Regions from separate parts of the Sus scrofa genome. Here region 2 is linked to region 1. A link is a contact called in public Hi-C data. All regions are on one chromosome and are shown on one strand. Each heading gives the region's core, a stretch centred on a gene start, on an enhancer-like site or on the middle of the called end of the contact. The rest is flanking DNA. Distances are from core to core; before and after follow the strand shown. Region 1 has its middle 20 kb from the start of ARNTL. Region 2 has its middle 150 kb from the start of ARNTL.

Evidence for each region. A called contact is a pair of places that touch in the nucleus more often than the background predicts.
Region 2: a contact with region 1 is called in a Hi-C map of subcutaneous adipose tissue, with 2.3 times the contacts expected there. The contact joins two enhancer-like sites. A contact is called at or near these places in 20 of 47 Hi-C or Micro-C datasets (adipose tissue, alveolar macrophages, brain and 13 more) and 2 of 2 datasets of contacts at active chromatin or transcription factors (alveolar macrophages and skeletal muscle).

The regions. Positions count from the first base shown.
Region 1 is chr2:45,958,283-45,964,360 of Sscrofa11.1, forward strand. It overlaps a transcript of ARNTL not described here. Among named protein-coding and RNA genes, the nearest start is that of ARNTL, 20 kb to the left of the region's middle. Within about 2 kb of position 3,244, at least 13 of the 83 cell types and tissues checked have an H3K27ac peak or open chromatin away from gene starts, as enhancers often do. A contact at or near this core is called in omental adipose tissue, retroperitoneal adipose tissue and subcutaneous adipose tissue, where this site is marked.
Region 2 is chr2:46,093,201-46,099,381 of Sscrofa11.1, forward strand. No RefSeq gene overlaps it. Among named protein-coding and RNA genes, the nearest start is that of ARNTL, 150 kb to the left of the region's middle. Within about 2 kb of position 3,296, at least 20 of the 83 cell types and tissues checked have an H3K27ac peak or open chromatin away from gene starts, as enhancers often do. A contact at or near this core is called in omental adipose tissue, retroperitoneal adipose tissue and subcutaneous adipose tissue, where this site is marked.

The DNA of each region.
Region 1 (6,078 bases), core at 1,994-4,493:
CAGGTTCCTCTTTTAGCTAAAACGGACTCGGCTTGTTTTCTCTCATCGGTCTCTTTGCTACACAAGGAATAAACAACATTTCAGTGATTTTGGTTTCATTTTTCTGGGCTCTGGTTACAGCAAGTGAACGTCACATGCCTAAGAATCTGAAACAGCATGAGTTGTAGAGCTCAAGATACTTTTCTGAGAAAACAGTCAGTGCAGGGATTACAACAAAAATAACAGCACAGAAACTGTAGCAGCAGAAACCACACACTGGGCTTTTCGTTCTGTGCCAGGCAGTGCTTTTTCCTTTAGTTCTCAATTAGAAGAAGTAACATTCTCAGAGAGGTCTAGTTAAACTGCCTGTCGTTTCTCAGTGCTGCAGTGGGAAAGCCAGGATTCAAACTCAGGTTCATCTGACTCCAAAGGTCTGTGACAGGTGAAGGAGTATTATCCTTTCTGAATTCAATGGAGCAAGACAAAAGTAAAGCCTGCCGTAAATCAATAAAAAAGCAACCACCGCAGTGGAAAACAAGGAATATGAATAGGCAATTCACAAAATTCACACAAACCATTTGTGCAGGCAGAGGCCACAAAACAACAGAAATAAACTTGGTGCAAAGCAAGGAGTCTGGCCAGGTTTCCTTTCCGTAAAGATCTACGCATTGACGTTACATATATATATATATACACACACAGATGGGAGGAGTGAAAAAAACAGAGCTGGCAAAGATGAAAAAAGATGATAATAAAAACTATGCTTCAGGCTCTTCAAGATCACATATTTCCTAAAACGGCCAGGGGAAATATCAAAACACCTTATTTTTCTGACAATGAATGCAGTTAAATTCTGACTTCTATTACATATCCTTATGTAAAAGGACATTTCTAAGATAAGTGAGACACTTTTTTTTTTTTTTTTTGTCTTTTTAGGGCGGCACCCATAGCACATGGAGGTTCCTGGGCTAGGGGTCGAATCAGAACTGTAGCCACTGGCCTACGCCACAGCCACAGCCACACCAGATCTCTGAACCATGTCTGCAACCTACACACAGCTTACAGCAATGCCAGATCTTTAACCCACTGAGCGAGGCCAGGGATCAAACCTGCGTCCTCTTGGTTACTAGTCAGATTCATTTCCGCTGAGCCACGATGGGAACTCTGAAACTGTTTCTTTTTTTTTTTTTTCAAGTCTATCCTAAGGTGTCTCCAGCTGATTTATAGGCAAGCACAGACACACACACACACACAGACACACACACACACACAGACACACACACACACTCCCTCTCTTGTACTTTCAAAGACTCAATACGAATATTTTTAAACAGTCTTTTCATTCTCTCGAAAAAAAATTTATAATAGAATGTACCAACACTCATAATTTCAAAAATAATCAACTTGACGATGATACAAAGAAGAAAGAAAATAAAGCTAGTTAAAACAAAATAGTATGTCCATCAGTATGTAAAGGTTGGGCACAGCTACTCTAGAAGACATAGTGAAAGGAATAAGGAGATGCTTGTATCTATTTATAACAACATGCCCAAGAGGTCCTATGTGGGCACTATGTCCCATTCAGAACGTTTCAACTCTTCTACAAAGAGAGGGGTCAAAGAGGGGTTAAGGTATTTACTCAAAGCTGTGCAGGAAATCAATAGCAGAGTAGAAGGTGGAGGAGAAAGGGAACTATTGTTTTTTTTTTTTTTTTTTTTTTTTTGGTCTTATTGTCTTTTAGGGCCACACCTGCGGCATATGGAGTTCCCAGGGTAGGGGTCGAATGGGAGCTACAGCTGCCGGCCTACACCACAGCCACACCAACGCCAGATCCACACCACAGCTCTCGGCAAGGCCGGATCCTTAACCCACTGAGCGAGGCCAGGGATCGAACCAGAGTCCTTATGGATGCTAGTCGGGTTCATTAACCACTAAGCCACGACGGGAACTCTGAAAGAGAATTATTGTAATATTTTATTTATTAACTGCTAGACAGTGTGCCAGATGACTTTTTTAAATGTCCATCCAGGATCTCATAATCTTCCTACCAACTTTAGGGGTTAGTTCTATTATCATCCCCAATTTTCAGACTACCTTTCAGGGAGGTTAGGGCCCTGTTTTGCAAGGAGAAAACCAGCTTTTATCTAGTCTTTTTTCTATTGCATCAAGCTACCCTCCCTCCAAGTTTCTGGGCTCACCACCTTAGAAATCACGTCTCCTCCCACTGTGACTGGGATGCATGCTCTCTGAAAAGCAACTGACACAGAGAAAGATGGTTCAATTCCCGTTTCTCAGCCCTTCTTGCTCAGCCGGTGTGTGGCCAGTGTCTAGATCAGGCAAGCCCAGGGGCCCCTGAGCACAGGTAGCAGACTCTTAATGAAGTCATGAGTCCCACTTTTCTCAGGATGCTTGGGGAGCCTAGACCGAGCTGCCAGGGTCAGGCAGGATGACCAGATTGACTGCAGGCTGGGTCTTGGAGACTGTTCCTGCCCCAGAAATTCCCATGCCTCCACAGCCCCACTCCATGCCCCACAAGAAAGGAGGCAGCTGAGGGGCTGGGGTCCGTGCCACCAAAGCAGGAAAGGCCAGGCAGTGAATGAGAGCTTGGTTGCCAAACACTGAGGTATCAGGCGTGGGGAATGGTCTGAAAACAGCCCCTGCAGCTTCTGCTCATTTAACCCTCAAAACATGCCTAGGAAAAGACAGAGTTGCTTCTATCTTACAGACGAGACCACAAGTGACTTACATCTAGTTACGCACCCGGTGAAGGGCAAGGCCAATGCTCAAGCCCAGGTCAGACTGGCCCTGACCTGTCCCTTCCCAGTTCTCTGTCCTGCATTTCCAAAACCCCTCCTGATGCACTTGTTCCAAGAAAATGTGTACCTGGCATCTGCCATCCCAGCTTTGGAGGGTGGGTGGGCACTGCCTCCCTTGACGCCACAACCCCTGGGGCTATTTTGAGCAGCAAGGTTTGATTAGGGACTTGAAGAGACGGTACAGTCTTCAAATTCTTAGGCACCTTTCTCTCTCTGCTTTCTGACCACAAAATCATGACTGAGCATTTTAAACAAGAAACTTACGGCATTTGACTTCATGTGCCGGAAGAGAAAATACTATAAGCCCACCGTCATCACTCTGATCTAAACCCACTGCATCATGAACCCTGCAGGGCCTGGCAGAATTAGGATGAACCCATTGTTGGTGATAGGGCAAAGGCCTCTGAGGAGGTTTCATAGGAAATTGTTCGACTCACGCTCTCTTCAAATGACCTCTTGCAAAATAAGTTGAAGTCGGGCCCAGCCCAATCTCATGCAGCCCAGGGTTACTTTTAGAGCTAAGGTTGTAAGATATGACAGCCCTGCAGCTAAAGGCATAGGTGTTGGAGCCAAACCACCTGGGCCCAATCTTTGCTCTGCCACTTCCTTGTGTGATTCTGGACATCTGACCTCTGCTCCTCAGTCTTCTCATTAACAAAACGCGGATATTGACAGCACCCACCTCAGGTGATGGTGAGTAGTAAGGACGATAACTCATGTGAGGAGCCTAGAACAGTGCCTCAGTGAATGTCGCCAATTATTAAAATTCAGATCGACTGCCATGTCACCCAAGGATGACGGAAGGCACTGGAGAATGTGGGGGCCCTGGGGAGGGACAGAAGAGGGTGGGGGAGAGAAAGGAAGGGAGCCATGAGCACGACTTCCAAACTCTGAAGGTGGAATCGCGCCGCGCCTACGGACCTTTGTTCTGTGTTGCTACAAAGGGCAGAACCAGGTCAATGAGGAAACAGTCCAAGAGGCAGATTGGGATTAGAATAAAGAAGGATTTTCTAACAGGCAAACACGTCCAGAAAGGAGGAGCAGAAGGCTTGGAGCATGGGTGCCAAAGGGGCGAGGGGCCCTGACTATCCCAGAGAGTACAGATGGGAGTTTCCTGCACAGGAGGGTGGCCAGAGGAAGTGACCCCTGATGCCCTTCCCCTGGACCATTCTATCACTCTGATAAGGAGCAAATACGTGCTGATAGCCAGGGTGGGGCTCATCAGCCTGAAGGAGGGAGGATGGACTTTGGCCCGGTCTTAACATACACAGCCTCAGGACTTTCACTTAGTGCTCTCAGAACACCAAGAAGCAGTGGCAAGGTGGCTCAGACCACCTTGGGCTCCGTGAACCAAGGGCTCAGTGAACCAAGACACTGCCTGAAGGCTCACTGGGTGCCTGGCACTGTGATCCAGAGAAAGAGTGACGTGACAGGGCTACGGCAACACACCATGAACATTTTATTTATTTATTTATTTATTGTCTTTTTAGGGCTGCACCCACGGCATATGGGGGTTCCCAGGCTAGGGGTCACTTGGTGCTGTAGCCACCGGCCTACGCCACAGCCACAGCCATGCCAGATGCAAGCTGCATCTGTGACCTACACCATAGCTCACAGCAACGCCAGATCCTTGATCCACTGAGTGAGGTCGGGGATCGAACCTGCATCCTCATGGATGCTAGTCAGATTCATTTCCACTGAGCCATGACGGGAACGCCAACATTTTCTTATTCTGGGGAATTTAAAGCTGGCATCAATTACAGATGCCAGTGTTACCTGGGGACGAACAGTATGAAGTGATGGGGGCTACTGACTCCAGGGCTGGGCTGGGACAGGTGGTTGTTCTAGTTCGCGGGCGACTTCCCAACCTCCTCTTGGGCGGAGGTTTCCGTGTTCTCTGCCACAGAACCCTTCATGGACACAACCCCTGACCTGGCTTTACTTGATCTCCTGGGCTGACGCTGGGACACAGGGAAATGGCCAGGAGCAGGAAACTGGACAGAGAAAAGGGAGAATCTGCTCCTAGGAAAGGGTTCAGAGTGGGACACTCAAGAAGACTCCTCCATCCTGAAACCATGTTACCTTTATAACTCTAAAAATTAAAAACTTTATCAACAAAAAGATGACTAAGCTATATTAAAACTATAACATAAACTCGAGAAAAAAAAATAAGCAATTTCCAAACTGAAGCTCCCCAACTATGTTCCACGTTGTAGAAACTGCTAATTTACACACTCTCAACTCTTGAGAACTCGAAAGCAGGTGAGTGGTTGTGGGTATCAAAAGATAAAGGAAAAAAATTATGGAGGTGACACTGGGGATGTTCTTATGTGCTGACTTCATTCTCTGCCACCTGGAAACTTGGTCTGATAATACATTTGAGGAACATGGTCCAGGGCAAGGAAGACGGACCATTTCTGCCCGGAGAAGATGCACTTGATACCCCAAAAGCCCAGACTGAGTAACTCAGGCTGCTGAGCTGCCAGGTCTGCCATGGTCCTGGTACCTCCCTCCCCACCAGGACCTCCTCCTCCACGGTTGTAAGTCCAGTCCCAGCACGTCCCTGTCCCTCCCTCTCCAACTGTCTATCTGTCTGTAACCCCCACAGCTTCATCCAGGCCCCAGGATCTCTCCTCTCACTTGTTCCCCTCTGTGCTGCCTGCTATAGCATCAATTGAAAGCCAATGGCCTCCAGGGTTGCCAAGAGGTGACTTCTGAAACTTCCACAGTCCCTCCTTCCTCCTAAAGGCTTCCTCAGCCTCTCCGTCCCCTCCCAGCCTCAGAAAGAGAACTAACACCTGGAGCCCACCCAGCCTGGGCATGTGCCAGGTTCAACCCAGGATGAGCGACACAGGATCCAGTGCCAGCTCCAGTCCACGGATACTGGCTGTCCAGAGGGCCACACAAAGAAGGATCCTCAGGGTCAGAAAAAAGACTGCCACCATCAGTCACTACCCTTCTACCTGGGACTCAGAGGACTGGGACCAGCAGCGCTCATGCCACCTCTATGCTATCCCAGGAACAAGGCAAGAATGTCCCCTGGAACTCAGACCAGCTGTCCCTGGCCTGTACCCCCGTCCTTCACTCCCTCTGATGTTCCCTCAAGATCTCCCCAATGATCCATTCCCGGGCTTCTCCCCAACTGTAATATTTATAGTTACCTGCACTGGTGCCCACCGCTGCACCAGACTTTCCCTCTTCAACATGCAGCAAACGTGCTGCCTTCTTTCCCTTTAGAAACTTTACAGCATGCACAAAGCTCTTCCCAAGCGGTCAGAGAGCA
Region 2 (6,181 bases), core at 2,046-4,545, 130 kb after region 1:
CTGAGACCTACACCACAGCTCAAGGCAACGCTGGATCCTTAACCCACTGAGTGAGGCGAGGGATCGAACCTGCCACCTCATGGTTCCCAGTCGGATTTGTTTCTGCTGTGCCACGATGGGAACTCCTATTCATTTATCGAATAATTTACTTTTCCTGAATGGATAAATCCATGCACATGAAACAAAATTGGAAAGATCCCCAAGAGTTGACAATGAAAAATAAATCTTAAAAAAAAAAAAAAAAAAACCAAACCCTCGGGAGTTCCCATTGTGGCACAGCGGAGACAAATCTGACTAGTATCCATAAGGATGCAGGTTCGATCCCTGGCCTCGCTCAGTGGGTCGGGATCTGATGTTGCCATAAGCTGTGGTATAGGTCACAGATGTGGCTCGGATCCCATGTTGCTGTGGCTGTAGCACAGGCTGACAGGTGCAGCTCTGATTCGACCCCTAGCCTGGGAACTCCATATCCTGCAAGTGTGGCCCTAAAAAGCAAACAAAACAAAACAAAACCCAAACCCTCTTCTAGGCCCCAACTAGTCTCTATGGAGGCAATGGTGTGCAGAAGAACTCGGACTAGGAGACAGGGGTCAGATGCTCAGCTCAATGGCTGAGAAAGGAGGAACCAAGGGAGCTGGTGTGACCATCACTGTGGAGGAGCATGATTGGAAGTGAGGAGTGGGGAAGGGGGAGGAGAGCTTGTAAAATGTCAGAAATGGGGACCCCATAAATAGAAAATCCATTACAGAAGGCAAATGAGGAGCCTGGCTGAAAAAGACAAATCCCAGGGCTGAATGGGACCATGCCAATTGCAGGGTTCTGAAAAGGACAAAGAAGCCAGAAGAGGAGCGTGGCAATGTGAGTCTGGTTTTCAAAGAGCAGGTGAAGTTTGGCTGCCTTTAGAAGACCATGTAGGGTTTGCACACGGGGGGCTGGGAGAGGGAGGGCATTCTAGAACATGGCACCTGCAGGCCAGAGTCAGAAGGTGAGGCTGAGGGATGATAAGAGGGGCGTTTACCTATAAGCCTGGCTGATATATCCAAGTGTGCAAGGAAATGGAGCTGGACCAATAATAGAGAATTTGGAAAACTGGCTCGAGATAGTTGGACTTGAGACTCAAGAATACATTTGGGAAGATGAGGAAAATAAAGTGTTTCCTAATGAGGTTCTACATGTGTCCGATTAATGTCCTGTTTGGACACCTCCTTGGTGAAGCTTTCTTTGTTCTTCTCTCCAAAAGCGAAACCTTCCTCCTGTACTGTGTTTCTGCTTTTCTACTCATTCACCTTGTCATTATCCATATACATGCTTGGCTTCCCTATGAGAGTGTCTTAATTATTTCTCATTCTCATGTTTCTGGAACCACCAATAATAACAGCAGCCACTATAATAGCTATGATTTATTGCGTGCTTACCATGTGCCAGGCACAGTTTTATATACAGTACAGACATTATCCTAATAAATTCTTCCAACAACCTGATGAAATATATACCTATTATTAGCTCTACATTACAGATGAGACTGGAGCACAAGGAATTTAATTGCCCAGGGTCACATTGCTGGTAGGTAGGGGCCAGGATTTGAACTTTAGAAGTTTATTCACAGAGCCGACATTGTCCATTATTTTAAGGATGATGATAACATTTGGGGGATGTTTGGGAAGGACCAGGGACAGAGCAAAGTGTTTTATATGCAGTAAGTCATACAATCCTTCAACAACCTTAGGAGGGAGGTCTCATAATTGTCTCCCTTTTTGGCTGATAAGAAAATGGAATCTTGGAGTTCCCATCGTGGCGCAGTGGTTAATGAATCTGACTAGGAACCATGAGGTTGCCGGTTCGATCTCTGGTCTCGTTCAGTGGGTTAAGGATCCAGCATTGCCGTGAGCTGTGGTGTAGGTTGCAGACTCCACTTGGATCCCACGTTGCTGTGGCTGTGGCTGTGGCCAGTGGCTACAGCTCTGATTCGACCCCTATCCTGGGAACCTCCATATGCCCCCGGAGCAGTGCAAGAAATGGCAAAAAAGACAAAAAAAAAAAAAAAAACCCACAAAAAAACAGAAAACGGAATCTTAAGCCATGTCTAAATCATGGAGGAAGAAATCAAAGCGTCTTGATGCATGGCCCCAGACTCTTAGCCGTTGTTCTTAGACCAAATCCCAGCCAGCACAGAGTATGTGCTCAGTGGATAGTCACACGACAAATAAGTGAATGAAATAAAGGAAGGAGGAAAGGAGTGAAGAAAGCGTGGAGGCAGAAAAAAAGGAAGAAAGGAGTGAAGCAAATAGAGAAAATAGAGAAAAATAAATCTAACGGGCTATTGTACTCAGCTCTCTCTCAAACTCAATCATGGCTGGTAATATAAATAGTCTGTTACCTACATATTATGAGCATGCTCCCTGGAAGTAAAAGCTTTAACTCAACAAAAGAGTCACTAATGTGAAATTCCAGAATACCACAAGCTGGTGGCTCTTGGGAGCAGAAGGAGCTTCCCAGAGCCCAGGTAAGTGAGCCGGCAATGAATTTCTTCACCAGCCTTAACACACTTCCTTGGAATAGCACGTGACAATGAGGATCGGTTACTTTAAAATCACCCACACTCAAGAGGTCACCTTTTGGAAATATGTCTCAGTGTTTGGTTGCTCCGAAGAGACATGATTCATCTCTATCGTTCTGCGACCCAGACTGACCCTCCGAATGAATGAACGCTGATACGGCTGCTGTCTTCCAGGAGGATGTTTTTTGGGGATGCTGGACAACATGGGAGCGGGTGTGTGTTCTGTTTCTCTCTTGCCATCTGCCTCAGGAAGGGACGAAATTTCTGCAGGCCAGGCAGGCCTGCTGGAGGTCATTTTCTTAGGTTAATGAAGCCATGCCTGGTGGATTTTTCTACCACAGACAGGAAGGCCTCCGTTTAGCACATTAACAGTAACCATATTTTCCAAACCCCAAATAGGGGCACAGTGTCTGGCCCAGCACTGAATTCTGCTTTATGAATGTAGTCACGTGACCCTCCCACCGAGGAGGCACAAAAATGACATCATCCGTCACCAGCCCTGTAATGAACTGCCTTCATGGAAGGTAAAACGGCAGGATGTCAGGGACCCCCAGGGATACAGAGACCCGTAGTCCTTGGGCCCCCAGAGCCAGAGGTCTTTAAGAAGAGCGGGGAAGGGGCCTCCCTGCCCCACAGATGGAGAGGGCCTGGGTGACACGGCATTGCTCATGGTCCCTGTGGTTAATGAGCTCACCCTTGGGCCGCCGGCTGGTCTGCTGCTAGCTAGCTGCCAGCCTCTCGGGCTGTGAGTCAGCCGTGGGCTGTCACTCGATCCAGCTGGGGCACGGTGCGGCGGGAGCCTCCCTGACCCCAGCACAGAGGCTGCAGCTGGAGTTGGGGAAGCCTGCCCTGCCCAGGCCACGGGCGGCTTCTCTCCCCTGGGCGCCTGGTGGGGGAGCAGCTCACCCGGATCAGAATTCAGGGTGTTGTTAAGAAGCCCCTTGTCACTCCCCTAGCCATCCCATCCCTGCTAGAGGAAGCGAGCCCGCCCTGGAAGGAGACTCGCTGTGTGTGCCGTGTGCACACACACCCAGTGCGCTTTGAAGCACTCCAGAGATTTCACTGAATTAATCTCCTTTGTCCTGCACACAATTCCAGTGGAATTAGTCAGTTTTAATGGGTAGCATCTCATCCCACTTCCGTTTTGGCCTGGAAGTACACCCACTAGCCTCTCCCTCCAGAGCCTTTGTTTTTTAGCTCCTGGTCAGTAGCTAGTTGGTCTCTTAACCCTTCCATGGCCACACTGGATGAGGAGGGGAGAGGGAAAGAATATTCACTGAGGTTTCCCAGGGCAGGAGCCTCTGCATGTTTTGTTACCCTGATGAGTCTTCACCTTAATCCTCCAAGGTAGGAATTATTGTCCATTTTCCAGATGAAGAAACTGAGGGCCAAGCAAGTTAGGTAGTGTGTTCAAGGTCACCAAGCTAGTGAGAGGCTCAGTTCAAATTGGAGTCCATATGATTCCTTGACCCCTGCTAATTCCATTAACCAGCATAGCAGGAGAGTTATTTGGAGGAAATCTCTATTCCTCACATTGTTTTTGTTCTTTTTTTGCAAAAAAAAAAAAAAAAACCTTTTCCCACAGCCCCTCACTATAGGAAAGCTTCTTGTTAGCTGCATGGCCCTGTTCTCAGTCACAGGGTGAGTTTTGACAATGTGATGACACAGTGTTGCCAAGTGCAGACAGGGCACGGTCACCCACGTGACCAGACCACACACCACTCTGGAGCGCTCAGAGAGCAGGCAATTGCCTTTCTTTCAATTCTTTGGGTTCAGAGGATGTCACTTGCCAATGCTATCCATCCACCTGTTCCCCCCACACTTCCCTGCCCCAATCTCCCCACTTTGCTGTCCTGCCCTGGCCTCCAGCTTCTCTGCTCTTCCCTCTGTCCTGTTCCTACTGGAATTTTCTAAACCAAAGTGTATTCGTACGGCATTATCTTCTGTTTAAAAACTACCAGCAATCTCACCCTGGGTATATGTCCAAAGGAAATGAAATCAGGATCTTGAAAAAATTATCTGCTCTCCCATGTTCACTGCAGCATTATTCACAATAACCAAGACATGGGAACAATCTAGGTGTCTGTGGATGGGTGAATAGAGAAAAAAAATGGGGTACATATTTATACGAAGAAATATCATTCTGTCTTAAGAGAGAAGAAAATCCTGCTGTTTGCAACAATGTGGAAGAACTTGGAGGACGTTTGGCTAAATGAAAGAATCCAGATACCAAAAGGCAAAAAATGCATGATCCCACTTATAATGTGGCGTCTAAACTAGCTGAACTCACAGGGTAGAAAGGTGGTTGATGACCAAGGAGTTCCTGCCATGGCTCAGCGGAAACGAATCTGACTAGCATCCATGGGGATGCAGGTTCGATCCCTGACCTTGCTCGGTGGGTTAAGGGTCCAGTGTTGTCGTGAGCTGTGGTGCAGGTTGCAGACGTGGCTCGGATCTGGCATTGCTGTGGCTGAGGTGTAGGCCAGCGGCTACAGCTCCGATTCAACCCCTAGCCTGGGAACCTCCATATGCCAAGGGTGCAGCTCTAAGAAAGGTGGTTACCAGAGGTTTGCTGGGGATGGAAGAGTGGAGATGGGAACAGCGGGAAGATATTGCTCAAAGGGCACAAAACTTGGCTAAAGAGGATGAATACGTTCTGGGGATCTAATGTATAGCACGGTGAATATAGTTAACAAGACTGTATTGTACACTTGACATTTGCTAAGAGGTCGATCTTCAGTGTTACAAAGGTAACTATGTGAGGTGATGGCTGTGTTACCTAGTTTAATTGTGGTGATCATTTCACAAGGTAGGGACACATATATCAAAACACCACACTGTGTGCCTTAAACAGACACAATTTTAAAAGAGATAATCATTGCTATTTATGGCTTTACAGTAACTTTTGTTTTCTTTTTAATTTAATTTAATTTTTTAAAATTTTTTGGTCTTTTTGTCCTTTTTAGGGCCACACCCGTGGCATATGGAGGTTCCCAGGCTAGGGGTCTAATCTGCCCATGCCAGAGCCACAGCAACATGGGATCTGAGCCACATAATGCGACTTCCACCACAGCTCATGGCAATGCAGGATCCTCGACCCATTGAGCAAGGCCAGGGATCGAACCCGCAACCTCATGGTTCCTAGTCAGATTTGTTTCTGCTGTGCCACAGTGGGAACTCCAATTTAATTTTATTTTATATTGGAGTACGGTCGATTTGCAATGTTGTGTTAGTTTCAGGTACACAGCAAAGTGAGTCAGCTATACACATACACATACCCATTATTTTTCAGATTCCTTTCTCATGTAGGTTATTACAGAATATTGAGTAGAGTTCCCTGTGCTTTACAGTAGGTTCTTGTTGATTATCTATTTTATATATAGTAGTGTGTAAAATAACACAATCTTTATTTGTCAATTCTACCTCAATAAAGCTGAAATAAACCAAAAATTTCCAGAGCTCCCAGATCCATGGGAAAAAGCGAACTTCCTCGTGAATCATACGGCCCTTCCCATTCCGTCTCCTCTGCCAGCACCATCTCAACGGTCCCATCTGTGCAGCAGATCAAAGCCCCTGCCACACGTGCACCAGTCCTTAGCTGGACACTCAGGCCTCTAAGCCTTC